Regions from separate parts of the Mus musculus genome. Here region 1 is linked to region 2. Evidence: chromatin contacts called from public Hi-C data. All regions are on one chromosome and are shown on one strand. Each heading gives the region's core, a stretch centred on a gene start, on an enhancer-like site or on the middle of the called end of the contact. The rest is flanking DNA. Distances are from core to core; before and after follow the strand shown.

Region 1 (2,700 bases), core at 14-2,513, 5.2 Mb before region 2:
GGGGATAGAGGACAACACAGATATCCATACTTGTTTTCCTGAACTATTCGAATGGGGTGATGGTGGATTCTCCCTGGGCTGAGGAGCGGCAGGTGAAGTCGGGGGTGATGGTGGATTCTCCCTGGGCTGAGGAGCGGCAGGTGAAGTCGGTGGTGATGGTGGATTCTCCCTGGGCTGAGGAGCGGCAGGTGAAGTCGGTGGTGATGGTGGATTCTCCCTGGTCTGAGGAACGGCAGGTGAAGTCGGTGGTGATGGTGGATTCTCACTGGTCTGAGGAGCGGCAGGTGAAGTCGGTGGTGATGGTGGATTCTCACTGGGCTGAGGAGCATCAGGTGAAGTCGATGCTGAATCTGATGAGTTTTCCATCTTGGAAGTGAACTCCTGATTTCCTTATCAAAAAGAAAAGACGCGAATGATAATCAAATTATCTCAAAACAGACCTCAATTTTTCTGAACAAAATTTTCTTCAGTGAACTAAACACCAAAAATAGTCAGCCATTTCTTCCAATTACATGTAGCTATAATTTATTCTAATTCTTCTCATATTTTCCATTTACCTCTCCACATGGGGAAGTAACCAAGTCCTGTTTCTTTCACGACAAATAAACCAGCTAGTATCTCACTGTCTTTCTTTTTTTCCCTTCAAAACACCCCCAAAAATTTGCGTTTCAGGAAGGGGAACTATAACTAGTCAAGAACTTTAATTTTTGTTATAATTTCGTAAATAAAAGCAATACAGCCTGAATCTTGACTCTTAAAAGCTTTGCGCCTAGAACCAAGAACGAGTCCCGAGGTGTCAGAAAGCAGCATCTGCCCCTTTGGGTTTACTATGGTCAAAGACTCCGCCCTCCTCCCCAGCCCCGTCCATCTTCTCCACAAAGCCCCGCCCACTCTCCCTCCCCCTTTCCCCTCCCTCCTCACCACAGAAAGCCCTCCCCCCGTCCCCGCACCCCACTCAGCTCCCCCTTTCCCCACCCCGTCCCCCCACCACAGAAAGCGCGCTCCCCCCAGCTCCCTTCTCTTCAGCAACCCCGTAGCCCTCCTCCTCCACTCCTCCGCCTCCCTCGCCACAGAAAGCCCTCTATCCCACAGAGCAGGAGGCCGAGCTCCCGCGACGCCGGAGAGAGCTTCTCCGTCAGATACCCAGACACCCGCAGGCCTGCCGCTCAGGCCAACCCCAGGGAGAAAGCTCAGTACCTTCCTCAGCCATGCTCACAGCGGCGACACACCGTACACACAGCCAGCGGAGCGCCCGCAGCCCACTGACCTCGCCCCGGGGGCGGAGCCTCACCGGAGAAGAGACGTACGATTGGCTAGCTTGGCCGGAGCAGGCGGATGTGCTCCGTACAGCTCCGACTGCGCGTGCGCGGCGGGCCGCGGGCCTGGGCCACGGGGCGGAGCGGGGCCTGGCGGGAGGCGGGCGCGGCTCGTGATTGGCAGGGCTGGCCGGCGCGCTCCAGGGCTCGGCTACGCGCGCGCGGCCGCCAGCCGTGGGGTGGCGTCCATGGAAAAAACGATGTTAGGCCCTTGGAGGGGCCTGAGGGGGGCGCGCTTCCGCTCGCCACTGCCTTTGGGAGTTGCGGTGCCAGCTGCCTTCCCGAGCAGCTTCCCTGGTGGGGTTGGGGGCGGGGTGGGTATCGTCAGGGTGGCGCGCCCGAGAGCACCGCCCTCTGGCAGCGCTCGCCCCCTGGCAGGCTCGGCTTTCCCCACCGCAAAGGCTTTTCCTCAGACGTGGCAGGGCCGGAAACCGCGGGGCCCGCTCGGCTCCCTGCTGGCTCGGAGTCTATGTGGGTGTCTCTGCATAAACAGTAGAGGGCATCCCCAGCCTGCCTTGCGGACTCGCCCCCTTATTTTGGTCTGTGCCCACCTCTGCTTGGCTTCACATGTTTTGGTCAAATCTGAGAAAAAAATAACCTAAGGAAGTGTATTATGGCGCAGAACAGGAAGCGGGGCGCGGTCGATCCGACAGGTTCGGACTAGAATTCAGATATTTGAGAACTAAACCCCTTGCTTGATCCTGCCCCCCCCCCCCCGAGGCCCCTTGCTAGACCCTGGCTCGACTCCTGGGGGTGCCCCTTGCTAGACTCTGGGGGGCCCCCGGGAGGCCCCTTGCTAGACCCTGGCTCGACTCCCGGGATGCCCCCTTGCTAGGCTCTGGGGGCCCCCAGGAGGCCCCTTGCTAGACTCTGGGAGGCTGCACGGCCTTCTAGTGTTCAGGATGTTCTGTTGCTATGCAACAGCAAAATGAACTAGCTTGGGTGGAGCCGTGGGTGTAGAGAAGTTGAGCTAACTTGTGAGTCACTGGGAAGTTTGTAATAAGGGACAGCTCTCTTTCCGAATATCTGCTAATAGTGGCTTTAAAGTAACCCGAAAGAACTGATTAGACTCCTAGGCGGTCAGTTAATAAATACAGAACCTAAAGGAACTTAATGAGGTGATTAGATCTGCAGATGTTGCAATTGCCTAGATTAGAGTCCTGGCACCACGGTTTCTTCTTTGGTTTGTTTTTGTTTTGTGCAATGGAGTGTAGTGTGGCCGTGGACCTCAGTTCGATGGCTTGGTAAATGAGAACAATATTCACCTCCTAGAGACAGGGAAATTCAATGATAATGTATGAGAGGCAGCTAGAATCATGCAAAACACCAAAGGAACATTTAGTCAAGCATATTCGTCATTCCCTAATTGACTTAAAGCAATGTC
Region 2 (2,700 bases), core at 100-2,599:
CCAGCCTCCGACTCTGGTACTGGGATTAAAGGCTGCTGTTGCTTGTTATTGTTGTTGTGGTTACTACTAGGGAGAGAATTCAGAGCCTTATGCAATCTTACCAATGAACTACAGACACCTCAACCCTGCGCTAAATAGCTCAGGCAGCTATTATTACATGAGTAAGTAGTGCCTGCAACCCACAAACCCTAGACACTGGTGGTTCAGCACCAAGCTTCGGGAGCTCTAAGTCTTAGGGGATGCTTGTCATGTGTAGTGCTTCCAAGAGCGGAAACCGAGCAACAGGGGCAGCTGGCTGTGTGTCGCATGCTGATGGGCCTCGAAGTTTGACACCGATTCCACAGGTGGTCAAGCCCTAATGTCACCTCTCCGCTTGAAACCTTGCTTTAACACTTGTAGGTTTCATCGCAGTTTCTAAAGACACCATTAACTCCGGTCTTCATAAAGACATGACCGTTGATTTTAAAATCCAACTGACCTGGACCACACAAGAGAGGGTACAGGAACTTTATTTTAAATGTTTTCTAGCACAAACGTCTCACACATAGATCATAACACTGAAAAGCATAGTACAAAAGACCCTGCACCCCCTCTTTTTTTTTCCAGACAGAGAAACCAAGGTGGTGGTAATAGGACTACAAAAGACCACAGGTCCATCAAGTGGCCAACCCATCATCCTCTCAGGATTCAGACTCTATAAACCCCGTACTCTTTCCCTCACAACTCAGATGCGACGAAAAAAAAGTTTGTAAGACAACTTTCGATAAAGTGGGTTGGAAGTTTTCTGAGGACCGCCCGAGAAGAGCAGGAAGAACATCCTACTTTACAAACTGTTCCCGGCCAGCCCATAGCCCGGGGGTCCTAGCAGCGGAGCAGAAGTGCCACTGCCCGGGAATCGCCCGCGGCCCCGGGCTGTCCCGAAGCCACCTCGGTGGTCCACAGCTCCGCAGCCCAGAGGGGTCCTAAGACCCCGCTCGCTACCTGGTGACTGGAGACGATTTCTACCAGAAAGAAGCATTAGGGCAGAGGCCCAAGGCAGGCCTCCGGCCCCTTAGAAAACAGAAGAGACCGGAGGGTGGCCCTCCCGCCCCGGGGCTCCAACAGGTCGAAGGGCGGAAGCTTCCCAATAACCTCCGCCCCAGGCGGGGGCCTGCCCCGCGCGTCACCGGAGGAAAAGAAAACCAGCGTTAACACACAGGAGGAAAGAGGGTCCTCTCCCGAGCCGGAGGAAAGACGCGAGGGCAACCAGCACCAGCTCAGGGAGAGAAAGAATCGGGTTCAAGGGTTCGTGGTTACCGGGACGCTGTCGCTCTCCGCTTCCGCTGCCACCATGAAGCGCCTGCTCTTCCGCTCGCCGCTGGGGTGCGCGCCAGGCCTTGGCTCCGCCCACGCCGCGGGACCTCCTGGGAGTTGTAGTCTTCGCGAGCCCCTGTCGCGTCGCGTGGGGGGCGGGGCCGGCAAATGGAGAGGGCGGGAGGGCGTTGACGCTCCTCTATCTCCTGTATCGTCCATCCTCCATCTCAACCCTCAGCTGTGAAAGCGCTCAAATCTTCTCACGTCCTGCTCAATCATAACCGTGTCTCTTTCCTCGTCCACGGGCGAGTTTCTTCGAGCGTAATCTGCACTTAGCGTCTCTACTTCCTTCCTTGTGTGTGCTGAGTTCTACACTGCAGCTTCTGCCCCCCGCAGAAAATGTCCTTGTTGCAGCCAGTGTCCTTGTCGCCAAACCCACTGCAAGTATTTTCAGGCTGTCTAACTTAAGCATTAGTCATTGAAGCTCTTGGACATTATCATTTATTTTCTATGACACTATCCAGCTTTGCCTTCCTCATTCCATGCCGTTCGACTCGGTCTCTTCCTGTAATTCTCCCCCCCCCCCCCGAACTCACCTCTTGAATATTGTTCTCTGCAATTCTTAGAATAAGGAAGGGGAGCGTCCAGCCCGGCCCCTTTTTTTGCTTTAGCTTATCGTACTCCCAACTTCTAGACGACCCTATCTCATTCCTATCTTGCAGACTTGTCAAAAAATGGCTTGAACGCTTTGGTGGCGCGAATGGTATAGCCCTGTGATTGGCAAACAGGTGAAGTGCCCAGGATTCGATCTCGGAACTATACAAGAAAAAAAGAAATATTTGAAAAGTTCATACTGTGTCTCTCCTCTCTGTTCACTGCCTTCCCATCTATCTCCAATGCCTCTTCATCTACATTTGAATGCTAACCAAACCCTGTAGAGGCTCTCTCTCTAGCATTTGAGTCTGTTCTTTATTTCCACTGCCAGATACTTAATTCCCACTTGCTTAGTTTCTTAGCTGATTACTGTTCTCCTTACTGATCTCAGTACGGCTGTGGGGTCCTTACTGCCAAAGGCCGAGTTGTGTAAATAACAAATTTAATCAAGTCGTGTTTGTGTTAAAACCCTGTAAAGACACCATTCGATTGAGTTTGAGAGAAGGAATGAAGGTGAACACCTTGGAGCTTTTACAAAATAGTAGTTCCCAATCCACTACTCTCCTTCCCATCCCTTACCAGATCTGATTATGGGATAGGTTAGATGTGAGCCTTCCTAAAAAGTTTCCCCCTCGGGTGAGCTGACCACTCAGCAAAATGGTTGTATATTATTGCTTACAATGGGCCAGTGCTGGGGCCGAAAATAATGAGCAGACCAGTGCCTACCCCTGTGGATTTATGGTCCCTTAAGAA

What was found. A called contact is a pair of places that touch in the nucleus more often than the background predicts.
Region 1: a contact with region 2 is called in a Hi-C map of pre-B cells, with 6 times the contacts expected there. The contact joins the promoter of Sfr1 here to the promoter of R3hcc1l in region 2. A contact is called at or near these places in 1 of 39 promoter capture datasets (pre-B cells) and 1 of 484 Hi-C or Micro-C datasets (pre-B cells).

Annotation. Positions count from the first base shown.
Region 1 is chr19:47,730,319-47,733,018 of GRCm38.p6, reverse strand. It overlaps Sfr1 (SWI5 dependent recombination repair 1), which reads right to left and starts at 1,263. Exons shown (of 4, transcript NM_026377.2): 1 at 1,198-1,263; 2 at 31-389. The coding sequence starts at 1,210.
Region 2 is chr19:42,517,454-42,520,153 of GRCm38.p6, reverse strand. It overlaps R3hcc1l (R3H domain and coiled-coil containing 1 like), which reads right to left and starts at 1,349. Exons shown (of 7, transcript NM_177464.4): 1 at 1,297-1,349.